4 separate regions of the Mus musculus genome follow, and regions 1, 2 and 3 are each linked to region 4. A link is a contact called in public Hi-C, HiChIP or PLAC-seq and promoter capture Hi-C data. All regions are on one chromosome and are shown on one strand. The core of a region is the stretch at or near the end of the contact, and the rest is flanking DNA. Distances in the headings are between cores, read along the strand shown. Region 1 overlaps Chsy1 (chondroitin sulfate synthase 1). Region 2 holds the start of Selenos (selenoprotein S). Region 3 holds the start of Arrdc4 (arrestin domain containing 4). Region 4 holds the start of Mef2a (myocyte enhancer factor 2A).

Evidence for each region. Promoter capture Hi-C pulls out the DNA fragments that hold promoters and counts their contacts. A called contact is a pair of places that touch in the nucleus more often than the background predicts. HiChIP or PLAC-seq counts read pairs in DNA pulled down with a chosen protein or histone mark.
Region 1: a contact with region 4 is called in a promoter capture Hi-C map of liver, with 2.3 times the contacts expected there. The contact joins the enhancer-like site here to the promoter of Mef2a in region 4. A contact is called at or near these places in 2 of 39 promoter capture datasets (liver and pre-B cells) and 2 of 115 datasets of contacts at active chromatin or transcription factors (bone marrow-derived dendritic cells and large pre-B cells).
Region 2: a contact with region 4 is called in a Hi-C map of CD8 T cells, with 4 times the contacts expected there. The contact joins the promoter of Selenos here to the promoter of Mef2a in region 4. A contact is called at or near these places in 1 of 39 promoter capture datasets (pre-B cells), 1 of 484 Hi-C or Micro-C datasets (CD8 T cells), 1 of 115 datasets of contacts at active chromatin or transcription factors (bone marrow-derived dendritic cells) and 2 of 9 other capture datasets (adipose tissue and liver).
Region 3: an H3K27ac HiChIP or PLAC-seq map of bone marrow-derived dendritic cells shows a contact between it and region 4, with 5 times the contacts expected there. The contact joins the promoter of Arrdc4 here to the promoter of Mef2a in region 4. A contact is called at or near these places in 1 of 39 promoter capture datasets (cranial neural crest) and 1 of 115 datasets of contacts at active chromatin or transcription factors (bone marrow-derived dendritic cells).

What each region holds. Positions count from the first base shown.
Region 1 is chr7:66,130,969-66,137,560 of GRCm38.p6, forward strand. All of the region lies in intron 2 of Chsy1 (chondroitin sulfate synthase 1), which reads left to right. Among named protein-coding and RNA genes, the nearest start is that of Chsy1, 25 kb to the left of the region's middle. Within about 2 kb of position 4,908, at least 102 of the 459 cell types and tissues checked have an H3K27ac peak or open chromatin away from gene starts, as enhancers often do. A contact at or near this core is called in bone marrow-derived dendritic cells and liver, where this site is marked.
Region 2 is chr7:66,074,808-66,081,482 of GRCm38.p6, forward strand. Selenos (selenoprotein S) reads left to right here and starts at 4,842. Exons shown (of 6, transcript NM_024439.3): 1 at 4,842-4,982; 2 at 5,525-5,659. The coding sequence starts at 4,907.
Region 3 is chr7:68,745,277-68,751,493 of GRCm38.p6, forward strand. It overlaps Arrdc4 (arrestin domain containing 4), which reads right to left and starts at 3,962. Exons shown (of 8, transcript NM_001042592.2): 1 at 3,493-3,962. The coding sequence starts at 3,790.
Region 4 is chr7:67,370,455-67,377,351 of GRCm38.p6, forward strand. Mef2a (myocyte enhancer factor 2A) reads right to left here and starts at 2,404. Exons shown (of 11, transcript NM_001291195.1): 1 at 2,259-2,404.

The DNA.
Region 1 (6,592 bases), core at 3,658-6,157, 1.2 Mb before region 4:
AATCCATGCCTCTGTCTCACCTCTTAAAGGACTTCTAGGCTGATCATTTTGACTGTGGTCATAGACAAGGCTAGAGTAGATCTGGAAAATGAGTTGGATATAGGGTAAGTTCCAAGACCATATAGCCCACTGTTTGTATAGTTTTTCTGTTTCTCTTGTACAGAGTTCTCTGGATTACTTCGTTTAGTTAAGATTCAGAGTCCTGAAAATGCTGCTTCTAGGCATTCTCACCAGTGCTCTTTGAACTTTTATGGAGGACATGGTTTTGATTTGTTTACTCTTCTGTTTCATTGATACCATCTAAGATCATCCTTTTATTGGATGCCCAGTTTATAGCTTAAAGTATCTTCTCACTTAGATACGTTATTCTGAATATCTCTTTATACTTTAAGAAGTCAAACAAATTGGAAAAACTTATTACATGTTCATTACAAAAATAAAATTTGTACCTCTTTCATTAGCAGCACATACTTCTGGTGACACTGGTACTGAAAACATCCCTGTTATTATTTATATCATAGAAATAAAGAAAGCATAGCCCCTTGTAGTGGTTGGCATGAGAATGGCCTTAATAGGCTCACATTTAATTACTTGTTCCCTCTCCAGTTACAGAACTGTTTGGGAAGGATTGGGGTGTGGCCTTTTGAAGGAGGTGTGTCACTGGGGACAGGCTTGGAGATTTCAAGACTCTCTGCCTCGAAGGAACTTGAAGATCAAGATGTAATCTCCCTGCTATTCCTTCTGCCATGTCTTTGCTCTGCCATCATGGGCTCTAGCCCTCTGAAACTGTAAAATGCTTCTTTTAGAAGTTGCCTTGGTTGTGAGGTTTCATCACAGCAGTAGAAAAGTAAACTAAGACAACCCTACTCTCTCATACTCTAGAAGAAATAGGCTGGAGTATAAACAAACAGAGAGCAAGGTGTGTGGTCTTAAGACAGCAAAATGATTAGCATGAGAAGTGGTGGATGGAGAGGCGGGGGTGGCACAGAGGTTGAGACATGGCAAGGTTGGGCTGGTGAGGACTTTGGTCACAAATAGGCCTGGACTTGAATCACAGTGCTTCTCATTTTAGCTGTGTGGTCTCATGCAGCAAGTTACCTAACTTCTGGAACCTGAATTTATTTACTCTTTTTTTTTTTTTTTTCTCAGAATGAAACAAGGGGAGAAATTGCCGACAGAGTGGGGTGGTTTCAAGGGTTGTGATGATGTGTGTTACCATAACTAGAGCAGGATAAGAGCTACTCCTGTGAGGTGAGAGGCTGGTGAGGGTATCCTTGAGTATTGCAAAACAGCCATTCAGAACTCATTCCTGGGAACTCGCCGTGTGTAGATGTTGACTTTTATAAACAGGTATTTAACTGTAATTGGTGAAACAACATTGAATTAGAATCCCTTTTTTGGACTTGCACTTAGATCTGATAGTTGCTTTGGATCTGCAGTTTGTTGTGCAGGTAAATCTTCAATAGTATCTCTGACATATGTGTAGGTGGATTATGTTGTTGAGAAAGGCAGACTGGCACATGTCTACAGTTTGTGAGTCTGATAGGCCTGTGCTGAAGGTATTCTAGAGTTTATTTCTTAGTCACTTTTTTATTATCGGAAGGTTGTCATTTTACCTATTAAGCTTGTTATGTATAGTTGACACAGAAGGTTTCTTTAGCACACTGACAGGAGGTAGGATAGACATGTTCTCTTTATTTTAATCTTGAAATACAGTATTTCCTGTGTAGTTAAAAAATTGAGATAGCAGATGTTATCACCCTAATTTGTCCAGCAGGATATATCACCTACATTTTAATATATAAGTATTCAAAGTGGAGTGTAAAGTCATTTTGAAATAATAGGGATAAGGAGAGTCCTGAATTCTAAGAACTTCTTATCAACATCAGAATGAGCTGTTTATACAGAAAAGATCTTCAATGTCCACTTGACAGATTGGCAGTAGCCAGGACAGAACACTGTGATGTGCACAGGAGAGCAAGGGAGAGCCCAGCAGCAGCTAGAGGAGCAATATGAATTAGAGATGCAGTATAAAAGGCTTTGGCAGCCTGAGTCTCTGTTTTCTCTAAAGATAATTAGAGTTCTAGAACATTCTAATAGTAGTATATGTAGTGTTAAGCAAGCACTTTTTTTTCTTTTTTCAATTTTTTATTATTTTCTTCATTTACATTTTAAATGCTATCCCGAAAGTCCCCTGTACCTTCCCTGCCGCCCTGTTCCCCTACCCACTCACTCCCACTTCTTGGTCCTGGCGTTCCCCTGTACTGGGACATATAAAGTTTGCAAGACCAAGGAGCCTCTCTTCCCAGTGATGGCCAACTAGGCTATCTTCTGCTACATATGCAGTTAGAGACACGAGCTCTGGGGGTACTGGTTAGTTCATATTGTTGTTCCACCTATAGGGTTGCAGACCCCTTCAGCTCCTTGGGTACTTTCTCTAGCTCCTCCATTGGGGGCCCTGTGTTCCATCCTATTGATGACTGTGAGCATCCACTTCTGTATTTACCAGGCACTGGCATAGCCTCACAAGAGACAGCTATATCAGGGTCCTTTCAGCAAAATCTTGCTGACATATGCAATAGTGTCTGTGTTTGGTAGCTGATTATGGGATGGATCCCTGGGTAGGGCAGTCTCTGGATGGTCCATCCTTTTGTCTCAGCTCCAAACTTTGTCTCTATAACTCCTTCCATGGGTATTTTGTTCCCTATTCTAAGGAGGAATGAAGTATCCACACTTTGGCCTTCCTTCTTCTTGATTTTCTTGTGTTTTACAAATTGTATCTTGGGTATTCTAAGTTTCTGGGCTAATATCCACTTATCAGTGAGTGCATATCAAGTGAATTCTTTTGTGATTGGGTTACCTCACTCAGGATGATATCCTCCAGATCCATCCATTTGCCTAAGAATTTCATAAATTCATTGTTTTTAATAGCTGAGTAGTACTCCATTGTATAAATGTAAATGTACCACATTTTCTGTATCCATTTTTTTGATAAAGGTTATTTCCAGCTTCTGGCTATTATAAATAAGGCTACTATGAACATAGTGGAGCATGTGTCCTTATTACTAGTTGGAACATCTTCTGGGTATATGCCCAGGAGAGGTATTGCTGGATCTTCTGGTAGTACAATGTCCAATTTTCTGAGGAACCGCCAGACCTATTTCCAGAGTGGTTGTACAAGCTAAGCAAGCATATTTTTAGGTTGCTTCAAAGTAACTATGATATCTTCCCAATTTTAAGAGGCAACAATAAATTAAAGTTTGTAGTTCTGATATTTAATCATCTTTATTGGTACTTAATCTGGTGTCTTTAGCACAGCAAATGAGGAAACAAAGGCAAGAATGAACTTGACAGTGAACGGTGGCAAAGGCAGTGCTGACGGGATTAGGGAAATCGGGTAAAATTGCTTAAGGTTTAGAAGAGTGTTGTAAGTTGGTATGTCTCAACCTTGTGCAACAGGAATGTTTGTTTAATCAGAATGTTGTATATGTATATATGTATATATATAATCAGAATGCTACATATGTGTATATATATAATCAGAATGTTGTCTATGTATATATGTATATATATAATCAGAATGCTGTATGTGTATATATGTATATATAATCAGAATGTTGTCTATGTATATATGTATATATGTATATATATAATCAGAATGCTGTATATGTATATATATGTATATATAATCAGAATGCTGTATATGTATATATATTTCAAGTACTGGGGTTGTATGTAGATCTCATACCAGGCAGGATTTTATCAAAAGTGGACTTTACGTGAGATTTGCTTGAATAACTTGAAAGGAGCAGGTGCCACTCCAAACCTAGACATGGTATCTCAGTGGGTGGAAATTCCCTGTCTACTGTATAGTACAGCCTTCTCTGACAATTCTTTACCCACTAAACTTTCAGGAGTTGTCATTCATTTAGATTCAGAGAACGTTTCTTAGGAGGTAGTGGTGTTCCGGAACCATGTAGAACTTAGCACTGTTAGTCTACCTTTCCACTTGTCCTGGGTAGCAGAAAGAGAGATTGCCTTTGGTTTTTCCAGTGAGTAGAGACTGTATTTGGGGTGGGGGAAGCCAGACTGGGTGCCAAATGCTCCCTCTGGGCTGTGCTTTATAAGGTTAATACTATTTACATACCTTTCTTCTCTGAGTCATGTTAACACTCAGGAATTATATGACCAAATACAAATGAGTGGGATTGAAGGACAGCACTGTCACTGTGAGTGACAGTGTGAACAGCAGTCTCGGGAGATGACAAACACAAAGGTTTGACAGGATTGGTTTTCTTTCTTGGTTCCACTAGCCAGGCTGGCCTTAAATTCCCAGTTCCACCTCTGCTTTCTGAGGGCTGCTCTTGCAGGCACGGATCACCACAAAGTAAAAACTAAGTGTTTACTCAGTGTAGCTAGGAATCTCTCCGTTTTTCAGACTAGCTGCTAAGTAATTTAAAGCTTGTTTATGGACTGGTTCCATGTTTCAGCAGTTACAAAGTGAAACTTACTGTGAGTCAGCATCCACCAGTAGGGTCTCAGGGGGTAACATGTTTGTTAAATTCTCTCCAATGGGATGGAGCGTGAGGAAGACATCTCACCTTCCTATGTTAAATCTCTAACTCCACACCAGGCAAGACTAAACTAGAGTCTAAGGTACAGAAATTCCTCAGTGTTTCTTCCTGTGTCAAGGTCTTGAGACATGAAGACTTCACTCAATGTGGGCCTCTGGGTTGGAAGAGAAAGGGGCATGGAAGAGCAAGCTTGGTGGGTTGTGGCAGAGTCAACTGCTCAAGGACTAGTTGTTTACAAATGTTAATTTCCTCATTTTAGCTCCTGTGTCATAGTTAAGTAGGAGGAAACAGGGCAGGAGGTGCTAGTCTCAGCATTTACAGTTCTGTTATTGGAAATGGTTTCAGAACATTTTGTATTACGTTTCGGTGTCTGCCTGCCTATGTGTGCCAGCTATGGTGTCTGTAGAGGTCAGAGGATAATCCGTGAACTTGGCTCTCTCCTTCTACCATGTGTCCCAGATACTGAACCCAGGCAGTCAGACTTGGTGGCAAGTGGCTAATTTACTGAACCATCTCACCAGTCCCTCTAAAATTATTGCAAATTTTAAAAAAGGTAGAGCCAGGAGTGTTGGAGTTTAAGGTCATCCTTAGCTACATAGTAAGTTTGAGGACAGCCTAGACTGCTACATGAATCTGACTGCAAAAGTGGGGTGGGGGCAGTTAGAACACAGAGCCTTCCAACAGAAAATGAAGGGCTTTTGTTGTGGTTGTTGTGTCCTGTAGACTGTTCTGTGCTCTGGGAAACTGGGCAAAGCAATACAGAGCTGGATTCTCTGAGTGGATATTATACAGGATGTGAATTGTAGCTTACTGACTTCTAGGAACTTGAAGACAGAAGAGGTCTTTGTTCTAGAGGCTGCAGACTTCTAGCTCCATAAAGAGCTTATCATTGAGCAAGATTATAATGTGCCATGTCATGACTGTAAAAAAATGTGTAATGGGACCATTACAGCCAACCCTTTTCCTGGGTAGCAAGATTCTTTCAGCATTCACAGAGCAATTAAATGCTAATCCCCTGCTGACACCAGGATTCAGGGAAGGCAACCCTGCTGGACTCTACTACCTAGGGGTAAAGTAATCTGTGCAGATTTATTTCTTTGATGCTGGACATTTATTTCCTAAGCCAAAAACAAAAAATAAACAAAACCCCCAAAACACAAGAATTGGAGGTTGAGGACTTAGCTCAGTGATAGAGCACTTACCAGACAAGCATAAGGTCCCGTGTTCCCTCTCTAGATGAAGGCTTAGTTTTACTTATACCGATGCAATTGAAAGCAGTAGAAGGCTTGTTGGTAGATATTTATAATGGGTATTTTAATAATTCAGGTTTCTGCTTGCTCAATTAGAGTACAGTGCCTATGGAAATGAGCATATCTAGGTAATACAAATATGCTTAGCTTTTTAAATGATGCAAAAACAGTGTGCCTGTCTGCCCTGAACATGGAGACTGTGGCGGTACAGCCTTGCAGTTCTTGTCTGTCAACTTCTCTGTGTAAAAGCTAGAAAGCAAGAGACTCAGAAGAAGCAGACATGAGGTGGCATAAGAGGGAGGCTTACAAGACCTGCAGGAAGTTTTTGGAGATGCAGTGCATGGGAGGAGTCCCTTGTTTTTAAAAAAATAAACAAGACTATATGACTAAGTCATGATTATAGTGGCTCATATCTACCTGTACCTGCAGATCAGGGAATAGAATGCCCTTTCCTGACCTCCACGGGCACCAGGCTTGAGTGTGGTGCACAAACATATAAAAGGAAACACCTACACACATAAAATGAAATAAACAAACATGTAAAATATTATACTTGAACATCAAATTTCAGATGAGTTAGGCATGGTGACATACACCTATGCTAGCTACTAAGAGGCAGGACAATCACAAGTTCAAGATGAGCCAGGTAAAACACTAAGGTCCTGTCTTTGGGAGGGGCATTCTAAGTAAAACCACACAGCTCTGTGCTAATCTCCAGCTGTCTGTGCCCTAGTTGCCCTCAGGCCTGGCAAGATTGCACTCTAGTGC
Region 2 (6,675 bases), core at 3,592-6,091, 1.3 Mb before region 4:
GTTTTAAATAGAAAATGGGGCTTTTGCTTGAGCAAAAATAATCTTCCAGCCTCTGGGACAGAGGCACAGAGGCCATGGTTTTTCTGTGGGGCAGGTTAAGGCACGTTTTTCTCAGCATCTAGGCTTCTTACTGTATTCTTTATCTAGGGAAGATTTTGTTGTTAAATACCAGTGCCTCAGTTTCCCTACTCTGCCTTGTTGCCTTGAGAACAGTGCCTCCCACTGAGCCTCTCACTTGCAGCCTGCAAGTCCCAGCAGTCCTACCTCTGCCCCACAGTACTGGGTTGCAGGCACGAGTGTAGACAGACCCAGCCTTTTACCTGGGTTGTAGGAATTTGAACTCAGGTACTCAAGTTTGCATAGCATGCATTCTTACCTGCTAAGCCATCCTTCCAGCCCCTGGTTACAGTGTTCAAACTCCTTCGATGATTCTGAATGTGACAAGCATGTTAGGTTGTCTCTGGATGCTTTTTGGTGATTGCTGGTAACATACAGTTCTCATAGAGGCAAATGCCAGATGCCTAAGATACAGCGGAACTGTGGCTTCTGCTGAGCCCCAGCCTTAAATTCAGTTCTCTCCCATGCTGGCTCAGCATCTCCAGTGAGGCTACCTGTACTGCTTCCACAGCCCTTCTGTGAATGCATAGCCCCGTTGCTGACAAGAGTACTTGTTTCTTTTGGCTAGGGGTGTGGCTTGCTGGCAGTCTTCCTCAGACTACAAGATCCCCAATACCAAAGCAAAAACAGATTTCCTGTCTTCCATTGCTTCATTTATGAGTCCTCTTACTGGATGAGGAGTCTTGGTCAACAATCCCAGTTATGACAAGCCAGTGGTTGCTCTGTAATTGCACAGTTTTTACTAAAAGTAGCTTCATGAAACCCTGGCCTGGACATGCACTGAATTAGTCTGGACTGAAACTATTGGCACTTAGATGGTTTAGTATTTGGGGTAAGTGAGAAAAACAGGACACCATTGCCTCATGCATGCCATTGTCCCAGTCAAGGACTTGGCAAAGCTAGCTAGAGGCAAATGAGGTTTCCTTTCTTACGTGTCTCAGGACCCAGATAACTGATGAGGTTCAATTCATTTGAACTTTCAATCTGTGTTTTTCCTGGAGCCTAACATTTTCAGGGAATAGTTTTGTAGAGTATGAATTTCATTCAGGCGAGTATTGTCTGTTACAGCAGAAGTTTGTATCACCTGATAGTTGTGCAACACTTGCAAGAATGGACAGATGGAACTATGTTACGATGCTGATTTGAGGTGGACTCATGTAGCCCAGGCACATAGGAAACTGGCCTGAAGTCCTAATCCTACCTCCACATCCCACCAGCTGAGATTACAGGTGTCTCCTCACCTGACCTTGAATGTTTCCTCTCTAGCATTTGTATAACTGGTAAATGCCCTACTTTTGAAGCTTGCCCTAATTAAATTAATGGATATGATTAACAAGACTGCCTAGCTGAAGGCTGATCCCTGGAATGGGCAGGACAGAACAGATCTCTCCATACATGTGCCTGCATACATGTATGTGCACCACACAGGAGCTGGAGTTGGAGAGATGGCTCAGTGTTCACAGGACTTCTCCCAGGGGACCTGGGTTTGGTTCTAGCACTAACATGGCAGATCACAACCTTCTGTAACAGTTCCAGGGAGGTGTGCCTACATTCCGGCACACGAGAGCATTCCTGGAAAGTGGCAGGTCCTTACTGCTTGAGCAGGACTGGCATTTTATTGCCTTCTCTGAGCCCATGAGCTCCCCACACCCTTCATCCTGTGTAGCTGCTTGTTATATTGGAAAACAGCAATTTTGGCAGTTTGCCAGCAGGAAACACCATCTGTTTCCTTCCATATTGACTCTGCTCTTTATTTTTAATGCTTTTATTACCCTATATTAATTATATATAGTAATGGACTTCATTACATGCCCATAATGTATTTTAATTGTACACACACACACCTATTAGCCTCCTTTGTCCTTCAGATGGTCTCCCTCTTTCCAATTAACTACCCACTTTCTGTGTCTGGCTTTAGGGTTGATTATGGAAGCTTGGGCAGCCTTACCAATGGCTACACCACTGAACAAAACGTTTCTTAATCCTCCATCAACTAGTAACTGTAAGTCTTGGGGGTGGGGCAGGCCCCAGTTAGCACCTCCTCATCTCAGTGGTAGGATGTTGAGGAGCCCAGTCTTGTGCAAATCTTGTGACATTCGTGATGAACAAAACTAGGCTTTCTATGCCTTGAACAACTAACTAAGCTATACTCAAAACTGATAACAGGTCTGCTTACTCTCCATTAACCAAAGCATTTACCTGGCTGAATACAGTGGATGGGGAAATTCTAACCTGAAGGACATGGCTATAAGAAGGGCCCAGACAAGGATGTGACAGTAAGTGACAGGTTAGAGCCAGACATTGAGTCTACATAGCCAGTGGTGGGCGTTGTGGTTACTATTCACCTTTGCCCTAGTTTTCCAGGTAACATCTGAGCTGTTCAGGTTAAGTACAGGGAGGCAGCTACCACATGAAATGTCAAAGGCGTCACACCTGAGAAGTAGGAGCAGGATTGCAGGAACTGAAATTAAACCCTAAAACCCATGCACTCAATTCAAAATACCTTAAATTTTAGTTGAATATTATACTGTGTATCTAAGTATGTACACTGGGTTTGTAAACAAAGTTATTGTTGGGTGTGTGTGTCTATTTTTAAATTTGGCTTTGCTGTTTGGAGAGGGGGCTAACTACAGAGATATGCCTGCCTTTGTCTCCCATGGTTTTGGTTTTGTTTTTTGAGGCAGGCTTACACTGCCAAGTGTGGCCTTCCTGTTGACACCAAAGATGACTCTGAATTCCTGATCCTCTTACCACCATCTCACAAATGCTGGGATGAGAGACATTTGCCACATACTCGGGTTTGCAGTGGGGGACCTTACACCTAGGATTCTGTACGTGCTAGGCAAGGAAGCACCTGGCCAATTGAGATACAATCCTACTCCTACTTTGTATGTTTTAACATGTTATCTTTCTGAATTGCTAGTTTCCATGTTAGATTGCAAAGTTCCAAGCGGAAGAGATTCCTTGGCTAAGACTATGTAAAATAATGATTTCATTATTACACTGTTTTATCTGTGTATCATGTACTTTGATCCTATCCATTCACCTCCCTTTTTATTGGTTTTGGGTTTTTGGTTTTTTTCAAGATAGGGTTTCTCTGTAGTCCTGGTTGTCCTGGAATTCACTCTGTAGATCAGGTTGGCCTTGAACTCAGAAATTTGCCTGCCTCTGCCTCCCAAGTGCTGGGATTAAAGGCATGGTTTTGGTTTTTTAAGACAGGGTTTCTCTGTGTAGCCCTGGCTGGAACTCACCCTGTAAACAGAGCTGGCCTCTAACTCAGGGATCAGCCATCCTCTGCCTCCTGAGTGCTGAGATTAAAGGAGTGAGCCAGCACCTCCTCTTTTAATGAAACTAACCCCTCTTAACCAGTGTGCGGGGATTAAAGGCTTTTAAGGCAAGGTTTCTCTGTGTAGCCCTCACTGTCCTGAGCGTCAAATTCAGAGACTCACCTGTGTCTGCCTGCTGAGTGCTGGGGTTGAAGGTGTGTGCCAACATTTCCCCTCCACCTTGTCTTTTAATGAAACTAAACATTACTTATTTCATCATCATGATTGCAGATGTTAAGGGACTGGATCAACAGGCAAATGAGCAACCTCCTCTCTCGTAACCAGATGTTTCACTTGCTCTGTATGATGTGAGAAATCACCTTAAGCAAAGAGAGAGGGTTCAAACTGGCCTCAGAGGTGGGGTGGCAGTCATCGGTACCAAAAAAGAAAAAAAAATTAAACTGATCCTTTTTTACCACTGAGAAAACTATTAAAATCATAAAACTTTAAAAATTTAGCAATTTTTTAAAAAAGCCATGTTGTGTCTGAAAAAAAAAATCAGCAAATTCATGGCTATCTTCATATTCTTAGCTTCATATCCAGTCATCAAAGTCTATTTTCAAGGTGGTTGATAATGTGAAGTGACTCCAGGCTTTTCTCTCCCATGTCCCCAGATGGAGTCGCTGAATTAGAAGATCCTTAACAGACTAGTTTTTATGACACAGTGAGTTTTATTTCCATTTTGGAGATTCAAAGTCCTCAAGCTTGGTACAGCACCGTATAGATTCCATCAGGCTCCTCAGGCTGAGTCATCTCACGGTGGGGTGCACAGAAATCTAGTCTCTTTTTCTCTGGGGACACCCACATTGACCTCATATAGTAGTTTCCCAAAGGATCCCACCTTTAAACACCACAGAGTTCTCACCTTCTTAATCCCATTAATCTATGGAAACTTGATTCCATCAGTTCCTTTTCAAATCGCAGCTATCTCCTTTATTGCCTTCCTAGTATGTTGCAGAGAACCATTACAAAAACTGTGGTAATGTAACACATAAGAGCCTAAGTTGAAGTCATTACTACATTAATTCCTTCCCTTGAGACAGTGGATCAGAAGAAAGGAATTCTAAGTAGATCGCTTTCCGCACGTTAGGGGAGGGGAATCTATGCTGCAAACCTTTAGGGCCCGGTGACAAGGGCGGGACTCAAATCTCATCTCCAGGAGGTTTCAAATCTCTTGAGCCTCAATGTCCAATCAGTATCAAATACAAGATCGGTTATCCGAGCTATGCCGAGTTGAGCTGCGAGCTCCTCCCTGAAAGTCAAACGCGCTTCCGCCTGGGCATCTTTCAGCCCCGCCCTCTGGTCACACCCCCCCTGTGATTGGTCGAGCGTCGAGGTAGGTCGAGCCACGATAGGTCAGTACCGCCACGGCAGTGAGCGCCACGTGTACATAGGGCCGAACCGGAAGCGCAGAGCAGAGAGGAGCAGCGGGCTTGTCGTTGGTGGCGGTGGCGGTGGCCGCCATGGATCGCGATGAGGAACCTCTGTCCGCGAGGCCGGCGCTGGAGACCGAGAGCCTGCGATTCCTGCACGTGACAGGTCAGGGGCGGCGGGCGCCGCCATGCTCGGTGGGTCGGCCTCCAGGAGGCTTGGCGTTAACGCCGCGGACTGGCCGAGCCTGCTTGTTGGGCCGGAGCTCACCTTTCTCGAAGTCGCCCTAGCTGGGCGGGCGCTCGCGGACTTGGCTCACGGGAGTCCCTTTAACATTTTCCTTTTGCAGTGGAGTCCTCCGCCCGGCGTTTCACTCTACCCGACACTAACACACTGTTGTCTCACTCCTTAACAAAGTGTAACTCACGGAGTCTGGATGGCCTTTGCTTTCCTGAATCAGATAGACACGTCCCCTTTAGTCCTTCAGAACCTAGCTGCTGGGCTCTGCACCCTCCGGGCTACTCCCGAGTCCCCTTGTAGTTGAGAAGTTTCTGTACCCAGCGATTCGCTTCTTAGGAGTCCATTTCCAGCTAGACTGTGAAGGTTCTGAAAGAAGAAGCTATGACTATTTTTGTAGAGTATTATTGAAAAAAATGCTATTACCATTTCTGAAACTGGTTTCTTTCTCTTTTTTTTTTTTTTCCCCCCAGTGGGCTCCCTGCTGGCCAGCTATGGCTGGTACATCCTCTTCAGCTGCATCCTACTCTACATTGTCATCCAGAGGCTCTCCCTTCGACTGAGGGCTTTGAGGCAGAGACAGCTGGACCAAGCCGAGACTGTTCTGGGTTAGTGCCATGTGGTAGAAATGAAGGCGCCTGTCATTTACTTAGTGGGTGGTGGCAAGACATGCCTTTGAGGTTTGAAAGATTTTTATTGAGATGCAAAGACTCCGTGATGGTGTATAGCATACTCAATGCACATCTTGTTCGGTGCATGGGGACCAGTCCCTGGAGATGGCCAGGTCTTGTGGAGGAAACAAGAAGTGTCAAGGGGCGGGGGTGGGGGTGGGGGGATCAGGCATTGGGGTCCTGGGAATCTTGCCACCTGACTGACTGGAAGTGGGGTGCTGCTTTATACAGCACTCCGTAGACAGGGATGGATTCATAGATCATATTTTTGTCCCCAGATGTATTTTAGCTTCCTCGTAGTCATAAGTTTAGCCATCATTGATAAACCGTGACAGAGCAGAGTTATCTTTTACAATCATTTTCCCTCATCAACCCCGTAGCCCATTTTTTTAAAGAATCTAGAGGCATATTTTGCCAAAGCATGACAGTCCATTCTCAGGCTGGTAGCTCTTATGGTTTCAAAGGCACTAGACAGAAAATCTCCAAGCCAGCCTGGGTAGGTTGTCATGTCCTATGGCAGTAGATTAGCAGTTTATTTAATCAACTTTTGATGGTTAGAGTGCTAATTGTCATTAGGCCCAAGGAAAATCTTCAGGCCAGAACTGCTACAGTTATTATTCAATTTTGGATGTAATACAATGTTTTTATCTTTGTGGAATTTATTTTTAGGTCTGAACTTGGTATTCTTTTGTTCCTTGGCCATAGGACATCACAGTGGTCCTGCATAGACTAATTTTTCCAAGGGAGGTCTTAATCCCTCATTCTTCTATCATTTATCCACACCATCCTTTGTCCATCAGGATAAGCCCCCGTGTAGGGCAGAGATAACTCAAGCCGGTTTAACTTTGTTGTTGTATCTTTTTCCTGGAGGGGCATTCCATATGTGCCCCCCCCAATGTTATATATGCCACGTATTCCCCTGAGTGACAGGAGGAAGAGGCTTTAACCTGATT
Region 3 (6,217 bases), core at 2,712-5,211, 1.4 Mb after region 4:
CCATTTTTAAAAGGTGGTTTTCCTGCCAATACACTCTAAGTACATTAAGCAGACTGAGAGAATTAAATTAGAATTTGTCTTTTACCAAGAAACAACACACACACACACACACACACACACACACACACACACCCCTTTTATCTACAAAATGACCAATTATACAATTATCATAAAGTATTATCTAGGGCCAAAAGTTCGTGTGCGTGTGTAAAATGTACATATGATATATATATATATTGTATTGTAATATATAATATATAAATAAATACAGTATATGTGCATATACAGACACATGTATACACACATACATTAATTTTACTAACATGAGATATCAACATTAAATTGTACCTACAACAAATTGACAAGTTACATGTCTTTAGTTACACTACAATATTCATTCTATGTATTCTTTGAACAGAGGTAGAAAACTTGTTAACAGTGTTAGTAATAGTTATAAACAAAACAGCCAAAGTAGCAAGGGCCAGCTCTTCACCCGTTAGCTCTACTGAGAGTGATGGGGTTTCCCTTCTCCTGTTCCTGATAGCATCCTTCAACTTCATGCACGGATTTGTTACTGAACAATGGCCAAAGTCCAGGAATGGATGGCGTAAGACCAGAAGCACCAGCAGAAGCTATGATGAATCTCCATAGTCAATCTGTTTAATGTGGATTCAGAGTGGAGCCCGTGGCTGCCACTCTGGTCAGTGGCTCCCTATGGCATGTGACAGACTTTCCCTTCAAGATCATAAAAGCTATACATTATGGGTGGAGGTAATCCGATGAGAAAAGATGGCAGACAACTTGATCCGGAATTTGTCTTGCTACCTGAATTTGTTTCTACTTTATGTGGTCAAAACCATTAACAAGATGGGTTTCTTTGGTTGACTTATCAACAACGCAGTATTTCAGTCCTGTGCCTTTAGAGAATAAGAATGCATCACTGACTCAACGAGTCTCCTAAACCTTTCTCTCTACTTTTCACATTAAGGAGAAACAAGGAACTCGGGTCCACTTTGTAAAGAAAGACATCACAGGCTGGTGACCTGAAGGCAACGTGAACAATAACTAGTCAGAAGAACACAGGTTCAGATTACATGGTGTGATGCAGTGTGCATCCCAGAGGCTCCCTACGTGCAGGAGTGGACGGCCACACAAGCCTCAGGAGGGTCTCAGCAGAGCTAGAGGCCTGGAGTCAAGGGACACTTCTGTACCTTATCGCTTCCAAGGGGCTCATTAGGCCCGCAGAGCTGAGATAGAGTGTGATCGCCATGTGACACATGACAAAGTGCACACAAATGTTTAGCAGTGTGGATTTACTGGACTTAAATGGCAAGCTCGGGTGATAATGAGGATGAATACTTCGGTCCTCAAAAGAACAATTGGAGGAAAGGGGAATGGATATCTGCATCAAGTAAAGACTACAGAGTCCTGAAGTCCTGAGACTTCATGGTGGGCCTGGGAGCTGAGGACCAGAATACAGATGAGCGGGTAGAGTTTGGATGAAGGGAACGGGCATGTAGAGTTGCTAGCATACTAAAAAGTGATCAAGAGAGATGAAGAGCCCCTCAAGAAGCAAGCCAACCCAGGCCTTACAGGACTTCAAATGAGAAAACCAATTTGAGGAAACGGACAAACGCTGTAATACCGAGTAAAAAGGTTTCTTTCTCTTTTTAATTTTTATGTTTAATTAGAAACATTCAGAAGATGTAAGGTGTGGCCATTTCTGCTTCTGTTTTATGGCTCTCACTGTTTCCACCTGTCCACTGAGGGCTACAATGTTAAAGGAAGCTGCTTTATCCACCAAAGCCCTTCCAACCAGAGCTTTTCATGAAACCTTTTCATGAGCCCTGGGATCTAGAAACATTGTAGAGGGGACGAGAGGGGCTGTGTAAGGTCACACTCTGGTGGGTGCCTATGAACTGAAGCTAATTCTCTGCTTTGGTCCCTGGGACTTTCTTATATCCTTGGCTATGAGCCTAGCCTTTAATGGCTGAGCCATCTCTTCGGCCGAGGTGTCTAGGTCTTTCTATCACGATCTTTTTTCATAAGGACTTGAAGTGGTTCAGGCACAATGATAGTAAGTGGCTCAATAAGAATAATAATTTTAAAGAATATTCTGGGAAGATTTTTAAAACATAGATCCAACAGTTTAAAATAGATCCTAGGGGTCAACAGTTATTTAAAAAAAAAAAAGATCACCCTAGGTCATTGAATGATAACTAGTTTATGAAGTTAATGACCCTGAGAATCTGTGTCAAGTTGCTAAGTTCTTCCAAGTTGTAAGTATGTGGGGGAAATGTTCCCCCACTCCTTAAATAAAAGCTGACTTTAAGCAAACTATAACCATTGCTAACACATTCTAGGAAAACTGGCAGCTGTCTAGATGTAGCTGTTTCATTAGAACAAAGCAACAAGATCTTACTTGTGAGTCAAAACCTATTTGTTAGCCCAGATGTTACCAAAGCAGCGTTCAGTTCTCATCCTTACAGGCGCAGGGGCCGAATCTTAAACAGAAACCTGGTTACCTCTCGCTGCCACGGCCTTCCCTCCAGTCAGCCACCTTTAACATCCTTGTTGGTTATTAATCACTGGGAGAAAAGACTCCTGGAATCCACAGTGAGGAAAGGACATTAAAGCAGGTAGAGCTCTCACCTGCCACACCCCATTATCCAAAATACAGCTCTCGTTAGGCACATATTTGAGGATTTATCTGGACACCATTGTACTTCTCCACAGGAGGATACGATGCACTAGGTAGTAAGCTTAAGGCATTTGATAGGTCCAAGATGATGAGGCAGACAGATAGAAGTTTACAATAGTTTCCACTGAGAGAAGACTGACTCACGGTTACTAGCATTTTCATGATGAAATGCAATCACATGAACCCAACATACATATGCATGGGCACTTCTGGAAAAGTCAGAAATGGCCCAGATGGCAGGCATTGTCTGCAAAGGCCTTTCTGAATGGGGAGAGGTAAGAGGAAGGGGAGCTACAGCAATGGATGGCTCTTAGTGAGATTCATGTTCCCCAGTGAGGAGACACTTCTCTCGAACTACCCAAGTACCACTTCCCTTTTCCCAAGATTTAGTTTTCTGTAAATCATCATGAACCCGGGAGTGTCTAGGGCCAGGACAGGCAGGAGCAGCAGGCCATCAAACTCTGGGCACCACATAACAGAATGTCACCAATTCCACCTTCCATGCCTCCAGGTGAGGAAGGACCTAGAACCCAGACAGTCAGATGGCGGGTTTCCATGGCAACGATTCTGTAATAGGTTACTAGAAGATCGCAGGAAGCTAAGTTCAAAGGTACACACCAACACAAAAGGGTCTGGCCTCCTCCTAGAAGCCAGGTAGGGGCACAGGCTTGGCCTCCTGCCCTTCCCCCGTGACAGCAGATGACTCCCCTTCCAGAAGCTTCCCTCAGTGCCACCCAGCACCCAGGGACGCGCCCCTTCCCGCCCCCCTCCCTGGGGATCTCCAAGCTCACCAGCTGGGGCCTCCAGCAGACTCAACCGCAGGTTCAAGTATTCCACTTCTGAGGAGGCTGCGGGAGAGCCCCCACCGATGCAGACCCTGGCCCCAGCGCTCGGGCCCCAGGCAGAGGTGGCACGGCCCTGGGCCTCCAGGCGCAGTCCGCGCAGGGCCACCGGCTCTGCCGCCTCCAGCAGCACGTGCCCGGCCACTGTCTCGCCGCTTGAGTAGCAGCCCTTGCTCTCATCTTCGAACACTAGCCCCAAGCTCTTGACACGGCCCCGAGGACCATCGGCTCCCGCCTCGCCTCCCATTCCGCCAGGCGATGCGGCTCTGCCACCAAGATCCGCAGTGGCCCCAGGTCGGGGTAGCCGGCTCCGCGACGCTGCTGTCACGGGCGCCGGCCGCACACCCAGGGCCACTACGGCCACAGCGCCCAGCCGGGTGAAACACCCGCACTGGGGCCCTGTCTCTTTAACACACCCCACTGGGACTGGAAAGGGGCTGACACGGCCCGCCTACAGAGCACTGCCATTGGCCAGTCGCGAAACCTGCTTCTTTCCCATTGGCTGTACATGGCCACTTAGTCATTTCATTGGCGCCCCCACACCAGGCTGAGCAGGACGGTGGTGCGTGATCAGGAGGGCTTCACCAATCGGGAGACACCATAGTGCACGTGCACAGGACCTTTATTGGTGGGAGCAAGGCACAGTCCTGGGCCACAGACCAATAGTGAGGCAGTGCGCCCATGTGGACAGAGGATGGGAAACAATATCTGTTAGGGAGGGGGCGGTTCCCGGCTCACCGGCGCATTGGTGTCAGCGTTGCTATGGTTATAGTGGGGGCGGGCTTTCCAGCTCAGAGAGGCTAGAGTAGTTTGTACTAGAACATGAACTTGTGGCTGCAGCAGGCCCAGTTTAAGATTACTTCTGCAGAGTGCCCAGCAAAAGGTTTCTTGGAAAATGGAACTCAGGAGTCTCGCTTTATGCTGGCTGCCTTGGAACTTTAAAGCAGATATCAGAATCTGCTAACTTTCATGATTCTGAGCCACACCTCTTTGGGTCTCAGACAGAATTCCTGTACTAGCTGAGAGCCAATGTCTTGGAAGAATGCTGTGATTCTTAGTGCTTTTGTCCTGAGAAGTTCTGTTCCTGGTTGCTGAAGTCCAGCCAGACTCCGTCTCTGGTTCTTCTGCCTCTAAATAAGGTCGTGGTTTTAAAACAGCACCTGCCACTTATTGGTGCTGATGCAAACAGAAGGACTCCATTATTGACTGAATAATACTCTATTTGGTCGTTATATACATGCATAAGTTGTAAAGTGTGCAAATATTATGTCTGGAAAAAAAGATCGATACTTGACACACAAGTGCCCCACCCAAAAGGATTTCGTAACCCCGGGATCATAGTCCTAGAACATGCCCAGCTGTCTCCGTGACTTGTTCCCCAAACCCACAGCTCTTCTTGCTGGTTTCTTTTTAATTCACACCGTTCTAGATAGCCTTTTGGTATCTAGAATATTTAAATATGTGTAATTATTTGTCTATCAATTTGTAATCCTTTATTTCCCCTCGTTAAAATTCTAAGTGCGTAAGCTGTTATCAAGGTTTGATAATTGAAAATTGAAACTGAAGGATATTTTCTTTCCAAGGCTCTGAAAGTATAGGTTGTTTTACTGCACTCTTTTGAGTTTAGATGATCAACACGGGCATTTTTATTGTTATCTATCTATTTATTCATTTGTATAATATTTCTATTCTTGAAGAAGTCCATGCATGCATGCAGTATATTTGCTCATATTCTACCCCCATTCCTCCCCTAACTCCTTCCAAACGCATACTTACCTCCATATTCTAACTTCACGTCCTCTTTTCAAAATTGTTGATTTAATTTAAAGTGTGGTTTGCTGTCATAGAGCTCACTGGTGCTCTATCTGTGCTGCTCATACATTTGAGCAGAGGCCATCCACTGCAGCATGGTTGACCTGCCAGGAGTCACACCCTCAAAGAACACTGTAACTTTAGTAAGGCTTTAGGGTGTCCAAAGATTCTTTAACACTTCTCAAAGAAAGTAAAAAGAGCCATAAATCCAGCCCTGGGGGTCCCGAAATACTACCCTTGGGTTCCTGATCACAGTGTCTATAATGGTCCCTGCTTCCTTTCCTTCACAGCACAGCTTGATCTTAAACATGTACTTGCACGGTGTTTATTGCCCCCACTGAGGACAAAGACTTTGCTCTCATGCATTGTTTTTTAACCTTTTGTATCTAACACAGAAGCAAGCAATACTCAATCAATGTGTGTTAACAAACACTGAATGATGGATCACAACCACCGGTTTTGAGACAGATGAATAGTGCTGGACCTCTTACTGATCTTCCACTGGCTCCAGGGAGAGATGTTCTCCTCAAAATTAAGTGTCTAGGAAAGAGGTGAAAGTTCACTGACATGCACAGACTGGCACCAGGACAGAACTGTAGACATGGCATCCCATGCTACCAGAGACCAAGATTTTGGTTTTTTGCTTGTTTGTTTTTTGCTTGTTTGTTTTACTAGGTTTGGAGATCCAACCTAAGATTTTTTGCAAAGCAGGCAAGCTCTCTCTCTCACTAAGCCACATCTCCAACCTTTAGGTTTTAGAGACAGGGTTTACACTAAGTAAATATGGGTAGTTCAGGTGTCCAGACCCCCTCTCTCTCCTAAGTGCTAGCATTTATAAGCACGAGTCATTGTGCCAGCAATG
Region 4 (6,897 bases), core at 1,154-3,653:
AACTGAGGGTTTCCCAAACAGACTGTCAAGCATGCTACTTCCCCAAAACAAATCTGACTGTATGTAGACCCTCCCAAATCAGAAGACAGTCTACTAAGACTTAACTACACTAGCAAACTTCACCTTCACTATAAAGCTGGAAAAAAAAAAAAAAAACAATCAGCATTTGAAACAACCCAACATTTAAAAAACTTTATTTCCAATTACATTTACCAAAACCAAAATAAAAACTAAAACAAAAAGCCCTTTGTTATTTACCTGTTGTGAAAACATAAAAACTATATAGAGAATTAAATTATTCTCAAGGCATAATTCAACATGCTGACATTACAATCATTTTTAAGCCTCAGAAAGCTATCCCTTTCTCTGATCACTAGCTCTTCAATTTAAAATCTTATAGGATGAGTTAAGTGCAATTTTACCTTCATGAAAGACTATGATCTTATGTGTAGCAACAGTATGAACTGAAGGAAATGGGTAAGTACAGTTGAATTTAGAGATCACCATTCTTCACAAACACTGTTTTAATACATGAATATCTCAGGAAACCTTCTTACAACAAGAATTATTAATATATAGTCTGTAAGCAAGCAAATAGCCTGTTTAAGCTTTTCAAAGTGTTTTCACGATTTTAACATTATCCTCTCAACTTTTGTAACAAGAATTAAAGTAAAAGTAATTCCAACTCAATTAATGGACAACAAATACTAATTGTATTGTCTTATACAACATACAGATATGTCTCAGTAAACATTCCATTTGTATAATATTACATTTACTATAATTTAAATCATCTTTAAGGGAACATGTCTCCCTAAAAGTTGCCGTTTACAAGACAAAATAGAGATCTCCAAAAATACACAAAAACAAAACTAAAGTGTATATACAAATGTCATAAAAGCATTGTTACTTCATCCTCATTTCCTAAATTCACAGGAAAAGAAATGTCATTTTAGTGTGTTTTAAAACACACACACACACACACACTACTTTGTTTACCTTTTCCTCAGACTGTCCAAGTACTGCCAAGGTAACATAGATTTTAAAACTGACAACTAGACTACTTAGCAGTTGCCAAAACAACGCAGCTGGATTCTTAAAGGGAAAGTACTCTTGTGTAATATACACCTAATTACTGCTTTACAGAACCTCACTGTCATACAGTAATGGATGTTTCAAGAAAGACATAAGAGAAACACGATGCGCTGCGCTACAAACTTGAAAACTGTTATACAATATTAGTTTTAAAATAGTTGTCAACACATCGCAGCAGGTCTTTCTAATTTCAATTTCTGGAATCCCAATTTCACAGTAAACATACAGGTTAGCGCGACGGTGTAGTCAGTCTACACTCCGTTGCCTTCTGGATCATGATGACAGGGGCTTCAGAGCTCAGGGACCTATTTAAGGTCCGAGTGAGCAAGAATTTGATAGTTACACTTTTCCAGGGGGAGGGGGGAAATGCTAATTCAGAAAACGCTCACCTTTCCCAAACTTGTCTGCAATATCACTGATCTTTAATCCTCAACCGCCCAAAAACAGATGACATCGAACCCAAAGGCAAAGTTTCCATCTCACCCTGAGACCTAAGGCGGGATCTACCCGATTGCAAGGAGCGGGTCCCTTCTGCAGCCCCGACTCCCAAGACCTTTTCCCCGCACCCGCAGGTGCTCGAACCCGGCCACCGCCCGGGCCAGGTCCAGACACACAACCTAACGCCGATATCCCCACGGGAGAGTTCGACCCCCTACCTCCCGCCCCAGTGAACCAACCTTCCCCCCGAAGCAGAAGTGGGGGAACTTTAAGTGCGACCACAGGGCCGGACGCCCCCCGCACTGGCGGTTTACGGAGCGGGGAGACCCCGAGATCCGCGACGCTGGAGGAATGGACCGAGTGGCTCCGCGGCCCCCTGGGAACTCCGTCAACTTTCAGGGAGGAGCGGGGCGGCGCGGCTGGGGGCCCCAGAGGTGGCGCGCACAGGGAGGCGGCTCGCGACAGTCCCCCCCGCGGGCCCCCGCCGCCGCGCCCGCAGCCCCCCGGGCTCGCCCCAGGGCACCCCGCCCCCACCGCACGGGGCCGCGCCCCTCCGCTCTCCCGAGGGCCCGGCCGCCCCACGCCCAGCCTCGCCCCGGCGCCCGGAGCCGCGCGGGCACCCCTCCTCGGCCTCGCAGCCCCTCCGTGGTAGTGCCCCCCACTCCCAGCGCGGCCCGACCCCCTTCCCAGCCGCCGCCACATCCCCGCCGCCCGCGGCCCCTCACCGAGTCTCCGCTACTGCCGGCGGGCGCGCACACGCCGCAGCCCCGGCCCGGCCCGCCACAGCACTCCGCGCCGCCCGGAGCCGCCTCCTTCAGCCCGGGACTCGCCGGGACATCCGCGCACGGATCCCCACACCGGGGCTATTTTTAGGAGTCAGGCCTCGGCCAGGCCGGAACTCGTTCTTCGCGGCGCGCGTGCGCACTGCGAGGACGTCTTGGTGTCCCTCCGCGGGCCTCGCCTCTCCCTTCCTCTCGGCTTCCTCTCTTTCTTCTCTCCCGGGCTCTCCTTTTAGGGTATATTTCTGCTCTCGGTGGGTCCTGAAGGGTTTGTCATGGACAAGACGAGGGACTAGTCAGAGAGAGCCGCGCCTTCTCAACAGCTAGCGCTGTGGCACAAGGACAAGAGGGGCGGACTATGTTTTTCCGGGTGGGTGAGGCGACAGATCACCCGGCACAGGAAGGAGATGACGGCTGCTTGGCGCCGGGGCTGCAGCCTGGAGCGCGCTTCCCTCTTTGAAGGACCGTGTTCTCCTGGAAGGGATACTGGTCACTTGATGAGGGCCTGGGCGTGGCGGGCCGGTGGCGTCGCGCCCCCGCCGCCTCCTGGTCCAGCCCGGGCCCACGGCTCCGGTGACGCGGCGCGTGACTAGTCCCCGCGCTTGGTCCGTGACCACAGCCGAGAGGCCCGACCCGGCGGGACGGCCCAGACGCCCTGTGCGGTGCTCGGGACCGAGGCCAGCTCCCCGCCCTCGTGTGCGCCGGGCCTGCCCAAACCTCGGCTCGCCACGCCCTCACTGTGGTCGGGGCCACACCTGTGTCCAGGCCTGGACAGCTGCTGGGTCACCCCCGCCGGGCCAGCAGTTGGATGCTGTCCCTGGCCACCCAATCCCAGCAGGGGCTTGGAAAGCAGAAACACCTTGAGAATGAGGCAACCTGCCTATTTGGGCTACTAATACTAGCTAGTATGGATTAGTGGTAAACTGTATCTCACTTAGTACTCACATCGCAGTGAAGTTCACCTCATTTTCTGTTCCCATTCGGCAGATAAGAAAGGAAAACTGAGAACCACTCTGACCACGCAGGGTCACACAGCGTCAGAGAAGGGCCATAAGGATCTGAATTCCTAACTACTCGACGAACTGATTTTTCTGAGGGGAAAAGATGTCTTTGAGACAGCACTTGTATTTTGTTAACTTACTGATTTTGTCCAGAGAAGGCTTATGGGGGTGACTCTCTGCTGGTCCTCACCCCCAAAAGTTGCTACCGCTGTAGAGGTAATAAGAATGTGATGGCTGGTATCCGAACCCAGAGCTGCCCATGCAATGGGCACAAACCCTCATTCGAAAATGAGAGGCTCAATTCTGTGGTTAGGGCTTTAAAACAAGTCTTTGGGGGTGGGTGAGCAGATGTGCGGAGGAACTGGGAAGTTACAAAGGAAGCTGGAGGCTCTCTGGCTTCCTCCCTCAAGGACAACAAGGCAATGTGCTGGAGAGAGGCTGACACAAAGGCAGTACAGAGATACGAGATTACCAGACACTGGAAAATAAGCCCAGGGCTTCTACTCAGGGCCTCGCTTCAGTGTTCAGGGGAGTTTGGTGGAGGGGGGTGGCAGGGAGCTGTTATCTTCCCCTCTAGCCTGTCAGGCCCTTTGAGAGGAAAAGGCCTGTGCCCAGGCTGCAGGGAGGATTTTAAAACACACTAATTCTGGTGTAAAGCAGCAAGGTATGAGGAAAGGCACGAGTGTTATCCCACCAGAAGCCGCAGCAGCTGTATTCAACTGTTCTACTCCAAGAGAATGGCTGTTCTGGTGATTTCCACTAAAACTAAAGGTAAAGGAGAGTGAAGACTAGGCCCTTCTCACCAGCTTTTCACCCTGAGAGAGAGGGAAGGACAAAGAGGACAAATTGTTTCAGAAGACATTTGACTCTCTCATAGCTCCCCCATCCCTGCCTTCTGTTTGCAGTCCTCCTGGAACACAGGAGACTCAACTCCAGCCTGTCCACCCATCCCATCGCCTAATGCTTTTGGTCACCCTAGAAGCCAGGCAGAGGACTTGGCCATAAGTGCAGCCAAGGGAAAAGGCTGTTTGCACAGTTTTAGAGAGAACCCTTTTTCTCAGCATCTGCATCACAATATCATTGCCTAAGAATTAGGAGTGATCAGAGGATAAAAAGAGAGAGGGAAGAAGGAGGGGAAGGAAGAGAAGACAGCTGTTGGAAGATATATTACCAAAGCACACTCAACTGTTACTTATAGTTAAAATAAGTGTTTGGGGGAAGGCGTTGAAGCATCTGCACCTGAAGTCCAGTGCCCAGCAACTTCCCAGTGCTCAGCTTGGCGTGGACCATATGCCCAGCATGGCTGTGTGCTGCTGACTCCAAAGGAACGACTGAGGAGCAGCACGTTGTCCTCCTATTCTGTCTGGCCTCCTTAAAGCCCCAGTGAGCGGGCTGCAGGGACTCAGCATTGCTCTGGCACTGGGCCTGAGTGAAGAACAGCCCTTCTTTCTACAAAGAGGCTGCCAGGTCACAGCAAGGATCCAGCTTAAAACACGATACAGCTTCTCTCTTGGTGACCTTGAAAAGGACTTCTTCCTAGGACACAGCACAGGAGTAACTAAAGGAAAGGTCATTAGGGAAGACTTCTTAGAGGAGGCCATGCCCACAGTAAATCTAAAACACTTGATGGGATGCACAGGGACCCTCTGCTTAGCTCTTAGTATGGATGGAAAAGAAACAGGATCCCTGATCACCAGGGCAGCCTCTTCTTGCCTGTTACCTAACTGTCCCCACTCAGAACCCCCAATGGCTGCTTTGTGCACATCAGCCTGTTCCCCCATCTGGAGGGTAAGCCTTTCCCTACCTGGTCCAACTCTGACGAGGCACCATTTTGTACTATGGCCCTTCTCTAAGTTAGTGCATGAGTACTTAGGGGCCTCTTGTACGTGGCACAAGAGAGGATCCATCCATGGCTGACGTGGTGCAGCCTCCAGATGGAGAGCCAACAAGTAGTGATACATGAGGCTAGAAGTGTTCAAAGTGAGGTAGTACAGTATCTGAACATACTGTCTTTTTGCCTCCTTCATCGACACCAGTGGGGAGCTACCAACAGGTACTAAGCCGGTGAAAAGCTTCATCTGTTTGACATGTTGGGGAGCAAGAGAGAGAACCCATCCCAACAGATCACAGGAGACCAAGGAGAAATGGCAGTGAAATGCAAAAAGGGACCTTAGACTGGGTTCTGGTATTAAAGGGAGACATAGATGGGAAACTGGTGAAGTTTAACTAAGGTCTGTAGTTCATACTTATATGATCGATAATCATATCTTTATTTTAAATAAAATGTCAACATTCAAGGAATAATGTAGTGAATCACCATGACAATTTTGAAAGGTTTTGTTGGTCTAAGATCATTATAAGATAAAATAATTTTGGAATAACAAGGTATTGCTTTAGTATTTTATATAGATTACAATCTCCTAGTTATAATCTTTGAAGTTAAGAGAACTGGAATGCTGGTTGTGTGGAGTTTTTGTTTTGTTTTGTTTTTTTTTTAACAATAGAAAGTAGCTATAAGTCTCACTTCAATGTGAGCAATATTAGAATTGCTGGTAAATGTTGACAAGTATTTTGGAGTGACCAATGTTCTGAGTAGAGGAAAAACCTTAGGAAAAATGTTTCCGTTTCCAACACGACCCAGTAGGGTTTCATGAGTGCATGGACTTGTTCCGAAACTTCAGAACCTGACACGGCCACACGTGTAACGCGTTGAACATCGCCTGGTGCGTTCTTTTCAAGCAGTAAAGGTGCTGTTTTCACTTTTCTTATTTAATATCACATGGGCTTTTATTCTCGTATGACTGATGATGAAAAGGATGAATGCAGGCTCTCCCAGAAGGGGATAAAAGAGCTTTCCTTGGCTCTGTTTCCATTCTTCCATAGGAAAGTCTACATAAAGATTCAATAAACTTGAAAAACACAAAAACTCAAATCTTTGACAGCTGGGTGTTTTACATGATCATACTTCAAATAAGTCTTTCAATTCCTATTATACGTTGTCATTTTGTTATATTGTAGTTTTTTTCTTCTGTATAGAGTTTATTCAGATTTTGCAGCGCTCTCCAAAAACCATCCATAGATTCACATGTCAATTATTGTAATTCCAAACCTTGAGTTTATTATCTTTTCACTCTCTGTATCGTTCCAAAGAGAGACTGATTCACATACACACCGCAGCAGTCCACCCACATCAGCTGCTTGCATATGAAATGCTCATTGTGGCTCTTTGCCATTCTCCTCTTCTCACGGATGTTCCTCCTGAAGGCTGGCAATGTCCTTTGGTCCCACCTCAGTAATCTCTTTCTCAGCGCATTCCAGCATGACAAACCTCTGCTGTGTCTACTAGGATGTCCGCTTAGACCCATTCTGGGTCTAGATGTCCCCAAAGATCCCTCATCCAGAGAAAATGATAGATTCTCTCTAGGACACATTTGCAAATTATTCTCCAATGACAACTCACAGTCTAGCAGGAATTTATAACTGTTAGAAATGCAAGGTGTTGAGATTTGAAGCAAATTTGGGAGTCGCCAAAAAGGTAAAGCTGCAAATTTGGTATCAAATAGTCCTTTGTTTATATCATATTC